2 separate regions of the Mus musculus genome follow, and region 2 is linked to region 1. A link is a contact called in public HiChIP or PLAC-seq data. All regions are on one chromosome and are shown on one strand. The core of a region is the stretch at or near the end of the contact, and the rest is flanking DNA. Distances in the headings are between cores, read along the strand shown. Region 1 overlaps Smim14 (small integral membrane protein 14). Region 2 overlaps Ube2k (ubiquitin-conjugating enzyme E2K).

Region 1 (6,599 bases), core at 2,534-5,033:
CCTGGTCTACAAAGTGAGTTCCAGGACAGCTAGGGCTACACTGAGAAACCCTGTCTCAAAAACAAACAAACAAACAAACAACAACAACAAACCAAGATAACCTAGAGAAGCTGAAGGAATCACATATGGCTTAAACAAAACTGGCCCTGAGTGGACAATGACATCAGGTAAGTAATGACAATTTAGAAGCAGCCACTCTAAACTTTTACATTTGGAAATAATACATGAAACATTCAACTTACAATGTCAGTACTTTCCTAATGAAGTTACTATCTGAGACAGCAATCTGACTGTAGTATATGATCACCAGTTTGTGTGGTAAAAAGGACAGATGGGCATATATATATATGTATATATATATATATATATATATACACAGCAAGCTCTCAAGCCCAGCCACTCCTAGACAATTCCTAGTAAGGAAAGGCCGCTGAATGACCCTGGCTGTCACAGAGCAGAGCCATCTCCAGTGCTGCAGAAATGGTCAGCCTCTCTCCACCAGGTCTTTTCTTGGTGGATTTGGCAGCTGTTTCTATATCTAGTGAAGAAAATGTCCAGTGTTAATAAATTTATAGTTGGCCATTAAAGACAAATATTCAAGCCAGCCTCCTGGGTTCAACTTACCTAAGTTCGCCTTTGCAAGGGTCTAACTTAATGGCCTCATCCAACTGTGGAAGCTAGGAAAAGACAGTAAATCTACTATGTGTGCTTCTGAGGATGATGCTTATGGCTGGGATTTGATTCCTTAAAGAAACAAACTTACTTGTTTATTGCTTGTTTGTAACCAGCAATAAGTATCAAGAACAACTAGCAGTAAGTATCAAGAGCAAAGCAGCGAGCAAAGCAGCCGACCGTGCCAGTCTTCAGATCAACTCATTTCAAGAGCCCGGCAAGTACAGAAATGGCAACCTTCTTCTAATCCACTGTCTTGCCCCAGAGGCACCAGAGGAACAGCCTGGTTCTACACCCTTTTATGTGAAACCTAAAAATACAAACTCTGCACTTAAGGCCTTGCCAAAACACTGCAGTACCCATCTTAATGTTCACACATTTTAGAATAGAATATTAAAACTAACATGTCTCAGGTTAAGGGCTTATATAAAAAGAACTTAACGCTTTTCTTTTCCTTCAAGAGCTTTGCCACTTTTATCAACAGCACAGGGTATACACTGCTAACTATATAGTAATACAGTCACACAGATATTACTACTCTAGTATGTGAGCATAATCTATTTTAAAAACTCTTTCCTAAGACACAATCTCTTAAGATGTTCAAGAACATCCAAGGGGCACACTACACTGAAACCATTAATTTTCTTTTTGAACAAGATCTCGCTTTACAGCTATGACTAGCTTGCAACTGGCTATGCAGACCAAACTGGCCTTGAATTCGCAGAGATCTGTTTGCCTGTCTCCTGAGTGCTTAAAGGTGTGCAACACCACAAAACCCTTTGCTAGGATGTTAAGGCTCCAAAACTGTTTCTTGGTTTTTCTTCCCAAATTTTAATGACACTGAACATCTTGTCAATTTATCCTTTTTCAAATTCTTTTTGTCTAACTGAGTCCAGGGGTATTCTCTATTATTAGCTTTTAATCACCTATCATGTAAAATTAAGAATTTTTTTATAGGGCTGGAAAAATGGCTCAATGGTTAAGAGCCCTTGCTGCTTGTCTCTAGGACCCAAGTTTGGTTTCCAGAAGCCATGTCAAGTGGTTGACACTGGCTGTAATTCTACATCAAGGAATCCTATGTCCTCCTCTGGCCTGGAGACACACGCAGGTACATGTATGCGTTGCCCACACAGACATACACAGCTTACTTGCTTTTCTCTGACCTAAGTGGCTCCAACGTTGTATTTGAAAGTAGGGGAGGGAAGGACGAGCTCAGCATGTGTAGCACAAGCTCTGTAAGCCTAATGGCCTGGGCCTGAACCAAGATACTGTGAAGGAGAGGACCGACTCCCACACTGTTCCCCTGGCCTCCACAGATACAACACAGTATACGTGCATGCACACACTCAGATCTCTCTCTCATATATACAGTCATTCGTACATACAGATGCAAACACACAAAGTAAATTTTAAAATAACATTAAAAATAAATTATCTAAATCCAAGCACTTGGGAGGTAGTGGTAAGTACTTCTCTCGTTCAAAGCCATACTACTACTGGTCTACAGAGAATTCTAGGAAAGCCAAGGCTATACTGAGAAACCTGGTCTAAAGATGAGATAGGTAGGTAGATAGATAGATAGATAGATAGATAGATAGATAGATAGATGGATGGATGGACGGACGGACGGACGGACGGATGGAAAGGGAGGGAGGGAGGGAGGGAGGGAGGGATGTGGCCCATACCCTCAATCTCAGGGGGCAGGAGTTCAAGGCCAGGCTGATGTACTCAGCAAATACCAGGTCAGACATGCTATACGGTTAAGACTCTTCTCAAAATACTTGTTTTAGAGTAGGGTCTGGGGCACAAGGTATAGTTCCAGCTTTTTGGGAAGCTAAAGCCATAAGGTTCCATGTTCAGGATGTCTGGTCAAAGCCAGTCTGACCAGCTTACCAGGAAAAAAAAAATGTTCTCTGCTCCAAGGCCCCCACATGACTGCAGCTTGAATGTTCCTCAATTTTTGAGACTTTATTCTAAAAATATTCATCCTCATTCAACCTTTCTTTTGTCGATCATGGATTCTCTTTCTTCAATAAATGCTTGTTCTCTACTCCAAGAGGGATCTTGAGAAGGCTAAACAGAGAAACTCTGTCTTCTCACACACACACACACACACACACACACACACACACACTCGGGAGGGGAGGAGGGGTGACACTTTCAGTTTCCTCTTAAGAAAGAAGCTAGAAATTTCCATGTTCAATGTGAAATTCTTGTGGTTGAGGCTTTAAAAAACTATGCAGGGCTTGCACACAGCCAGAATTTAAACTGGGGAAGTGAAAAGAGGGATAGTATTTGAAATAATCATAGTGGTCAGAAGATAATAATTCCCCTTATTTTTCTATTTGAATGAAATTATATTTTGGCACATGGGTATGTATATTTTCATATACATGTTCATATCTGCACATACATGTGAATGAGAGATGTTGGCTGAAAAAATGTTGGGTGACTAGAGAGATGGTTTGGTGGCTAAGACTACTAGCTGCTCTTTCAGAGTAGTCAAGGTAGATTCCCAACACCCATGCTGAACTCCAGCTCTAGGGGACTGCATCCCCATTTCTGGCCTCTGAGGGGACCTACATTCATGTAGAGCACAAGCTCTCATGCACACTCAAGCACACACACACACATATACACACCCCAATAAAAGTAAATTACATCTTTTCTTTTTTTTTTTAAATGCTGGCTGATGCGATGGCTAGAAAGGCTGCTGCCAAACGACCTGACCTGAGTTCATGAGAACCACCAGGTAGGAGAGAACTGACTCCTAAACGCTGTCCTCTGCCCTCGGCCATGCCATGTACCAGAGTACACACATGGACATACACATGCACACACACAATTACTGCCTAAAAACTCCAAAACAAACCAAAGCCCTATACATTAAGCCACCCTGTCACTTAGTAACTAAAGGACACTTGTTTATAAAGAGATAAACACAAACAGCCCAAATCCTCACCATCTTGGTATTTGAAAGCATTCTATAACTGTTTACCTACAGGTTATGTGCCTAGGGGACAGAAATAATATGTCTCAGTGTACTGTGAGGGAGAGAATAGCATAAACAGGTAGGCCCCACTGTATGAGAAGATAAGGGCCGCATGAGCCAGAATGTGAGTTCTGGGTTAATCTAGATGCAACACAAGTATATCTCTCAAAACTGTGTCTTCTGAATTTACATGTGTATGTTCTAAAGACTTCTATTTTGGGGGCTGGCAAGATAGCCAGAGCTACTGGGCACTGGTGGCGCACACCTTTAATCCCAGCACTCGGGAGGCAGAGGCAGAGGCAGGCAGATTTCTGAGTTCGAGGCCAGCCTGGTCTACAGAGTGAGTTCCAGGACAGCCAGGGCTACACAGAGAAACCCTGTCTCGAAAAACAAAAAACAAAAAACAAAACAAAACAAACAAAAAGGTGGCCAGAGCTATTAAGAGCACTTTTGAGAGTTCTTTTAGAAGGCTTGGGTTCAATTCCCAGCACCCACATGGCAGCTCATACCCATCTGTAACTCCAGTTCCTGGACTTCTGACATCTTCACAGATGTACATGTAGCTAAAAAGAAAAAAAAAAAAAAAGAACATAAAATAAACTTAAACTTTAAAAGAATTCTACACTTTGGTCTTCCCTCTTCTTGAGTTTCATGTGGTTTGTGAATTATACCTTGGTTATTCCGAACTTCTGGGCTAATATATCCACTTATCAGTGAATGCATACCATGTGTGTTCTTTTGTGACTGGGTTATCTCACTCAAGATGGTATTTTCTAGTTCCATCCATTTGCCTAAGAATTTCATGAATTCATTGTTTTTAATAGCCGAGTAGTACTCCAATTGTGTAAACGTACCACATTTTCTGTATCCATTCCTCTGTTGAGGGACATCTGGATTCTTTCCAGCTCCTGGCTACTTTGATCCTTCTTAGAAGGGGGAACAAAATACCCATGGGAGGAGTTACAAAGTGTGGAGCAGAGACTGAAGGAAAGGCCATCCAGAAACTTCCCCAGCTGGGGATCCATCCCATATACAATCACCAAACCCAGACACTATTGTGGATGCCAACAAGAGCTTGCTGACAGGAGCCTGATATAGCTGTCTCCTGAGAGGCACCACCAGGGCCTGACAAATAAAGAGGTAGATGCTTGCAGCCTTCCATTGGACTGAGCACAGGGTCCCCAATAAAGGAGCTAAAGGGGTTTGCAACCTCATAGGAGGAACAACAATATGAACTAACCACTACCCCCAGAGCTCCCAGGGACTAAACCACCAACCCAAGAGTACACATGGTGGGATTCATGGCTCTAGCTGCATATGTAGCAGAGGATGGCCTAGTCGGGCCTGTAAGGCTCTATGCCCCAGTGTAGTGGAATGCCAGGGCCAGGAGATGGGAGTGGGTGGGTTGGTGAGTGGGAAAGGGCTAGGGTGTTTTCGGAGGGGAGACCAGGAAAGGGGATAACAATGTAAATAAAGAAAATATCTAATAAAAAATGTAAAAAAAACTATGAAATAAAAAAAATTCTATTTTTTTTAAAGACTACTTGCTTATGTGTGTGCGTTTGTGTGTGCAGAGGCCACAAGAGGGCACTGGGTGTCCTCCTCTGATATTCTCTCCCTGAATCTGGGCTACATTTTCTCAAGGAGGCTGGAAGCCAGCAAGTGACAGCAACAGCTTTGTCTCTGCCCTCCTCAGACACAAACTAAATGAGAGGCTGCTTGCACGGGTGCTGAGATGTGAACTCTAGTCTTCATGATTATGCAGCGAGCACCTTCAGCTTCCAATTCATTTCTCCAGTTCCCTATTTTTCTTGTGGACTGAGCCCAGAGACTTGTATTCTGAACTCTCCTACTGAACTATAGCACCACCCCAAGAAGGACGCTCTTTCTCCTACTAGTGCCCTTGTTCCCAGGGACAAGTACATCTCAAGTTTCTTGCACTGAGCAGGTTAAACTGTCTGAATCCTTTAATCAATCAGTAAATTTGTTGGTTAACGTTAATACAGAAGCACTCTGTATCAGTTGGGTGGTGGTAGAGCACACCATTAATCTCAGCACTCAAGAGGCAGAGGCAGGAGGATGCTGAGTTCGAGGCCAGCCTGGTCTACAGAGCAAGTCCTAGACCAGGGCTACACAGAGATCTACAGAGAGTTGCCTGCCTCTGCTTCCCAAAAGCTGGGATTAAAAGGCACCACTGCCTGGCAATACTTTCCTTTTTCCTTTTTTTTTTTTTTAAATAAAGTACTAATTTGTATTTTATATACATTGGTGTTCTGCCTGCATCTATGACTCTGTGAATAGGAATTACAGATATTTGTGAGCTACCATGTGGGTGTTGGGAATTTAATCCAAGTCCTTTGAAAGAGCAGCCAATGTCTTTAACTGGCTGCATCACCTCTCCAAAGAGCCCCAGCCCCCATCTCCACACACCATTCTTTTTTCTTTTCTTTCTTTCTTTCTTTCTTTCTTTCTTTCTTTTTTTTTTTTTTTTTGAGAGGTCTCAGGAAATCTACAATGGCCTTGGTACTCCTGGGTAAGTAACCTACTTCAACCTCCTAAGTGCTGGGATTAAAGCTAGAGGGATGTTTTTGTTTTGTTGTCTACATCTATTTAGCATGGTATGATTATTGTTACTAATTATGCCTAGTGTATACAATGAATCTTTATAACCTTTTCATAGAAAAATAGATAGGGTTTACTGCTTCATTGCCATAGAACTTACTGACATCAGCAGTTTTTCCCTTTCTTTATGAGATTGAAATTTTCTACCTTTTCACTGAAGGGGAATTCTTTACAGCCTTCTTGGCACTTCTAATGGCCAGGATCACTGCTCTTAGATTCAGGCCTGATACTGAAGTTAGACAAGCAGTCCAGAGTTCTGGAGCACAGACGGTAACTATGTGACGGACAAGCAAGCAGCACATACATCATGGAC
Region 2 (6,599 bases), core at 1,325-3,824, 85 kb after region 1:
TAGTAATAATGCCTTGCAATAGTTTTTATATTTATATTTATCATATCAGTTCAGGGGCCTTGCCTAGCATGCAGGAAAAGGAGGGTTCAAGCACCACATAAATGGGTTGTGGCAAATGCCTGTAATCCCAGCACTCTGGTGAGAGGTTGGTTAGGGCTTGGAGAGGAGTATTAAAAATTCAGAATCATTCTTGACTGCATATCTACTTTGAAGCCAGCCTTGGGACACATAAAAGAAAGTTTATAATTTCATTTTGCTCTTTAGGTTTTTGAAGTATGATGACTGGAATGAAGGCCAATAATTCTAACCTCACATTATTACTGTAACTGGAGAGGCTATTATTTTCTGGTTCTCTAGCTAGAATAGCATTGCCTGTCCAATAATACAGTAGCCATTAGCCACATTTGACTTTCTTTGTCAATGTCAGGTTCTCAAAGTCTGCCTTTGACTTTGGCAGGGGGTGGGTGTCTCATGTGCTGTGGCTCACAGGCAGAGGTCTGAGAGCAGCACCTTTCAAGAGTTGTTTCCTGAATTCCTTTACCATGTGGGTCCCCAGATCCATTTTGTCCATTGGGTAGCACTGATTTACAGTTTACTCTTTTTGTTAGTTTTGAGATCTCACTGTGGAGCTGGCTGGCCTGACTATACTGTGTAGACCAGGCAGCCTTTGCCTCTGTAGTGCTAGGATTAAAGGTTTTGTGACCCACACCAGGGTTACGATTTGTTCTTAATAATGACTGTAAATGTTTGCTTGATCTCACTTTCCTATTATATCTCAGTCTCTTAGTTTTCTTTTTTTAAAGATTTATTTATTTTATGCATGTGAGTACAATGTTGCTCTCTTCTCAGACACTAGAAGAGAGAATCAGATCCCATTACAGATGGTTGTGAGCCACCCTGTGGTTGCTGGGATTTGAACTCAGGACCTCTGGAAGAGCAGTCAGTGCTCTTAACTGCTGAGCTATCTATCTCTGCAGCTCCAGTCTCTTAGTTTTCATGTCAACTTTACTTGGGGAACATTAAATGGCCCATGCTTCAGTTTTGTTTAATCCATTTAGGGACTGCAGGTGTAACTCTGGTAGAACAACTGCTTACCAAGCTCACGGAACCTGGGCTTGGTCCTCACACACATCCCACATGTTCATATACAAATCCTGGCTTATATCTTAAGTCATTGAAAAATAGGTTAGAGGTAAGTAATGTATATTAAATGTTGGGAGAGGACTGTGTCTGCTAGGTATGGTTGAGGGAGGGCTTATTAAGGGAGAGTACAAAGGCTCTGGACTGAATATGGCCATGAAAGGAGGGGTGGGGAGTGAGAGAGAAAAGAGGAAAGGGATGGTGGTTTGGGGCAATCTGAAAAAGAGATCAGGAGATTCAGGTATGGAGGCAAAATGGCTGTTATATAGCTAAGTGGAAGCTCAGCCCCATGGAGGGAGAGGCTTAGGGTAGGAGGTCATGTGAGAAGTGCTGGGAAGAGCCACAGGTACTGGGCAAGACCTCTTCCAGATTTCTTTGAGATTTAACAAATGTAGCTGCTAAGCTTTAAATATCTTTATTTCAAACAAGGCATGGAGAATCAAATTTTTCTCTTCCATCAATTTGTTGGTCCACTTTCTCTTCCTCTAAGACAAGTTATCATTATGTAGTGATTTTTTTTTGGGGGGTGGTGGTGGGGGGTGGTTCAAGACAGTGTTTCTCTGTATTGCCCAGGCTGTCCTGGAACTCAATCTGTAGACCAGGCTGGTCTGGAACTCAGAAATTCGCCTGCCTCTGCCTCCCACCTGCTGGGATTAAAGGCATGCAGCACCACTGCCCAGCTGTCTCATTATGTAGTGGAGGCTGGCATAGAATTCACTGCCCAATCTCCTTTTGTGTGAGTTTCCTAAGAACTGGGATTGTACATTTGAACTACCATGCCCATCTTAACAGTTTTTTCTACTGGGGCTGGACAGATGTAATTCAGTGGTAGAGTTACCATTCTAGTTGGTGGCATGAACATGGGAAAATGTAGCCTAAAATGAGGAGGACTAAAGTCACATGCAATCACTTTCTTTAGGGCATAATAGAATTTACATTCTGAGGGTTAAGCAAGATCATATGAGCAAAGTTCAGGTGAGTTCAAGCTGTATACTGTCATGAGGACAGACCCTGCTTGGAAACCTCATCAGAATAATAGAAGCAGGACCTGTAACCTGAAGTAAACCTACTCCTACTTACCATACCTGGGAGGGGCACAGAAGCACATTCTAGGAACAGCCCATGCATGGGAGGAACAGCTCACAGACTCTTCTTGATCCTCATACTTCTGCATCTTTAGTGCTTGCATATGTGTGGGCCTGGCTACCAGAGGTTTTACACGGAGATCTCTGGCCAGGCTTGGTGCGAGGGTTCCCCGAAGGGAAGCGAATGCAGGCAGGGAGGGGAAGTTACTTCCCTGCTTCTGCTGTGCTGGTTGTCTCCACTTCTCTGCCATGCAGTAATTCTTCACTGAGTCGGGTCGGGCTGGGCCGAGGAGAAGCTGACTAGCGAGAGTGCGACAGGACCTCAGGCAGCTCTTTGGGAGAGCCGACCTCTCCCCAAGTGTTAGAGCTCTTAGGACAAAGCCTCAGATGACGGAGTAGTTCTCTCCCTGCATGGGACTTATATACAGTTTTGGGGATGATCCAGGGTTTGACAGCAGGTGCTTTTTATTGGCTTGGACTGAGTTTGGGGAAACCTTATTTGTATGTGGGAGGGCTTGGTGCAGCTAGTACTTGATTGATGCAGCATGCCTCTCTGCAGGGGGGCTGTGGGAGGCTGTAGCTACCTCTGCTGCTGTAGCTGTGTGCTGCGAGCACAGTGGGATACCCAGGAGGCGTGGCCAAACTCCTGCTGTCCCTTGCTGTTGGAAATCTCCGCCCACCACGGGGGCGGGGGGGGGGGGGGCGCTCCGGTTCCAGACCTGTGCTCGACCCGGGGGACCAGGCACAGCTCACCACCCCACAGATATGTACTACTGATCTCAGCTGGATATTTGGATTAAAATTTCATTTTCGAATAGATAAAAATAAGGTGTATGAAAACTTCTTATTTAGGTTCTCCTCTGACCTCCGTGGGCACCAGACAAGCAAGTGGTACACAGACATATGTGCATGCAAGAACCTATATTCACAACAACAAGTACTTTATTTATGAGCTAGTAATGTGTCTAAGCTGGGTAGTGGATGCTTACCCTAGCATGTGCAAAGTCTTGCTTTGATCCTCGATATCAAATATTTATATGGTGGCACACACCTAAAATCCCAGCATACAGTAGGCTGAGGCAGAAAGATCTCTACAGGTTTGAGGTTGGCCTGCATTACATAGAGAGACTGAAAGGACAGTAATAGCATCAGTTGCTACTTTGTACTCAGCATTAATATGTTAAGGATTACTTCTTACACTTTGTTTTCCTTTCACCTCTGAAAATGTATTAGAACCCTTTTTGGAGTCGATGAAGGATAGAGTTGGGATTTGAGCTTGGGCCTAGTACATGCTCAGTATACCTATTCCCAGCCTGAGGACTGCATTAGATTTTGCACTGTTTTTCCTCCGTGCATGCGCGCGCGCGTGTGTGTGTGTGTGTGTGTGTGTGTGTGTGTGTGTGTGTGTGTGTGTGTATACATGTGTCTATATGCACATGTGAGTGCAGGTGTAGGGGTTGTTGGTTCTTTCCTTCTACCATGTAAGTTCTAGAAATTGCCACATTTGGTGACAACCCCTTTTATCTATTGAACCATGTGGCTGGCCTCCTTTTCCCGTCCCTCCAACCTCCTGCATTTCTTCTTTTCAGGCAAGGTCTATGTAGTCTAGGCTGGCCTCAGCTTTGCTATGTAGCTGATCTTAAATTTCTGATCCTCCTCCTTCCACCTTCCTAGTTTTGGGATCATACTCAGCCAGGACTTCATGTATTCTAGGCACTGTTATTGAGCCAAGTGCTGGACCCAGAATTCTGTACTTTCTCATTAGCAATATGGTCATTCATTTTCCTTCACCCAGATTATCTTCAATGTTCTATGCTGTTTTGCTCTATTTTAATAGTTACATTGCTTACTAGGAGCTGTATATTTCATCCATCTGTGTGCCCTTCCCCCCCCTCCCCCCCCCAATTCCCCCTTTGCTTCTCTGGTTGTCCTGGCACTTGTTATGTAGCTTCAAACTTTAGTCCCTGCCTCTGCCTCCACCCCCTGAGTGCTGGGATTAAAGGTGTGCACCACCATGTTTGGGCATTAGTAATGCTTTGTAGATTCAAAGGAATGTTAGAAACACCAAGACTACTAAAAATCTTCCTGCCTTGTGCTGAACTCTTAGAAGAAAGTTATAGAAAAACGCTTTGCAGTTGTCCTCACTAAAGATGGGGTGCCAAAATACACACTGAAGGTTCCCTGTGGATTCTTTATGGGTAACACATTGTTTTGTTTTTTAGAAATTAATGGTTCCATTCTTAAAACTCTGAGGTGAATTATAAAATAATACTTTCTAATGAAAGACTTATATTTGTTATTAAGCAAAGGTAATGATGAAGTGTGTTCTTAGGAAACCCACTTATTCTGAAAAGTGCTGGTGACATCTTTCTTTCCTAGTGTGCCCAAGGTTCCTGGGATTGATCCCAGCACTACCACACTTACTTTTTAAAACAACAGCAACAAGCAAAAAATTTACAGAAATATGTTATCAAAATGATTGTATGATAGGCATTCTCATTTTATACTAATAAAACTGAGAGTTTTACAGTTACAGTTGCAGTGATGTACCCTGAACTATTAAGACGCTGGGAGAAGCAGGATTCAGCATACATTTGACTTCAGGGGCCATGCCTTCTAGTAGTCTGGTAGTGAGTCCATTATCTGAGTGTTCCTGAGTCATATACTCAGGGACCTGTGTGGGTAGTGGGAGGCTTGGATTGAGAAGAAGTTGGATGTTTTAAATCAAACTGTGACAATATAAAAAGTAATTATTAACTTGATAAAAAAATTAAATTGATAAAAAATTGAGTTGTGAAAAATTCCCAATTTTAACTTTTCATTTTCTTTTTATCTTTAGTTATCTGCAGATAAAGACCTTACTCTAGAATGTAGACTGCTTCTTTATAGTGGGATTCATCATGGTGATGGCATTTTCTTGAGCAGATTTAGTAAATCCTTCATATACTATTAGTATTCTTTCGCTAGAGTGAAAAAAATCATATTTTCACCTCTGAAAGAGATGGGCAGATATAAGGATAGGTATAAAAATTGATAACTATTTAGCATTTTACTAATCAGATATTGTGGGGCAGTTGCAAGAGGGCAGTTTTTTAATTATCTTTTCTTTCCCCTTCAAAAACAGTTCAAATTAGATCCTTTAGTATCGAAGCATTCTAGTGTTATTTACTTCATTTTAGACACCGAGAGAATTGATTGTGGGATGTATGTAGCAATCTTTGAAAGCACCGATAATACTCAAGATACTATTTTGCTTACACATTTTAGTGGGACAAACGAGGTATGATGTTGATACTTGTGGCTGCTTAAATTGGTTGGTAAAACTCAGTTTTACCTCTAATCTTTGCTTCTAGTTTTCTTAATGTTCACTCTTGTACACAGTGGGCAAGAGATTTTTACCTTTACTAAAGTACACGTTTCTTCCTCCACCACAGATCCAGAGTGCTGATTTCCTAGTGCAGGAAGACGCTTTCCCTGCACATTTGTCACTAGTAATGATCTTTTGAAAAAACGAGATGCTGCCATATCAGAGAGGAAAATGTTATTAAAGAAACCAGTTTCAACTGGATTTGTTTGTTTGTTTTTGTTTTTCGAGACAGGGTTTCTCTGTATAGCCCTGGCTGTCCTGGTCTAAGTTGTAGACCAGGCTGGCCTCAAACTTAGAAATCCGCCTGCCTCTGCCTCTCAAGCGCTGGGATTAAAGGCGTGCGCCACCACTGCCCGGCTGGAATGTTTTTAGAATGCAAAAAAGTCATGTCTTTTCATCTTGTGCTTTTATTAAAATATTATGAATGATAAAAACTTAAAAAAACTTGGAATTTGAGTTACATATTGTTTCTATACTAAAAATATAAAAAGGTAAAACTGGTTGTTTTTAATAGAGGTGAAAAAAAGATGCTAAAGCCCTTAAGCAGTGGTCATCATTGCTGTTCTGTCAGCTCAGAAGGGTCTTCTAGAAGCCAACCGAAATGTAAAATCTTTGTGAGCTTTTCTTTCATAGATGTAGGCATGTTACTTATATAAAACTAATGAGTTCAAATACATTTGAACATTGGGGGTTTAGTTTTAAATTGAGAGAACCTGTAAGCTAGGAATGTTCAGAGTGCTCAGCGTAGACCAATAAGAATAAGAAAGGCATAAGCTGTAAATGGAGAGAGCTTATTTGCAGACAGGTATTCCCTTAGAAGAGGATGCTAATGTGAAGCAAACTGGGTGGTTTTCTGAATTATTTAAGGTCACCATGAGTCTTTCATAACCTTTCACAAGGTTATGATAAATGCTTTGAAAAGCATTAAGTACAAAGTAAGTAGACGCAGATAAATTTAAATTAGGTTTGTTTTATTTAGTCAGAAGGTAGTTGTAACTTAAGTAAAG

What was found. HiChIP or PLAC-seq counts read pairs in DNA pulled down with a chosen protein or histone mark.
Region 2: a contact with region 1 is called in an H3K4me3 HiChIP or PLAC-seq map of bone marrow-derived macrophages, with 2.5 times the contacts expected there. The contact joins two enhancer-like sites. A contact is called at or near these places in 4 of 484 Hi-C or Micro-C datasets (the 63-12 cell line, the AML12 cell line, LSK cells and 1 more), 2 of 115 datasets of contacts at active chromatin or transcription factors (bone marrow-derived macrophages and intestinal villus epithelium) and 3 of 9 other capture datasets (adipose tissue, liver and pancreatic islet).

What each region holds. Positions count from the first base shown.
Region 1 is chr5:65,473,153-65,479,751 of GRCm38.p6, forward strand. All of the region lies in intron 1 of Smim14 (small integral membrane protein 14), which reads right to left. Among named protein-coding and RNA genes, the nearest start is that of Smim14, 16 kb to the right of the region's middle. Within about 2 kb of position 3,784, at least 47 of the 459 cell types and tissues checked have an H3K27ac peak or open chromatin away from gene starts, as enhancers often do. A contact at or near this core is called in bone marrow-derived macrophages, where this site is marked.
Region 2 is chr5:65,558,882-65,565,480 of GRCm38.p6, forward strand. The region is part of intron 1 of Ube2k (ubiquitin-conjugating enzyme E2K); the gene reads left to right. Gm40309 (a long non-coding RNA gene) reads left to right here. Exons shown (of 2, transcript XR_868455.3): 2 at 1-5,095. Among named protein-coding and RNA genes, the nearest start is that of Gm40309, 21 kb to the left of the region's middle. Within about 2 kb of position 2,575, at least 35 of the 459 cell types and tissues checked have an H3K27ac peak or open chromatin away from gene starts, as enhancers often do. A contact at or near this core is called in bone marrow-derived macrophages, where this site is marked.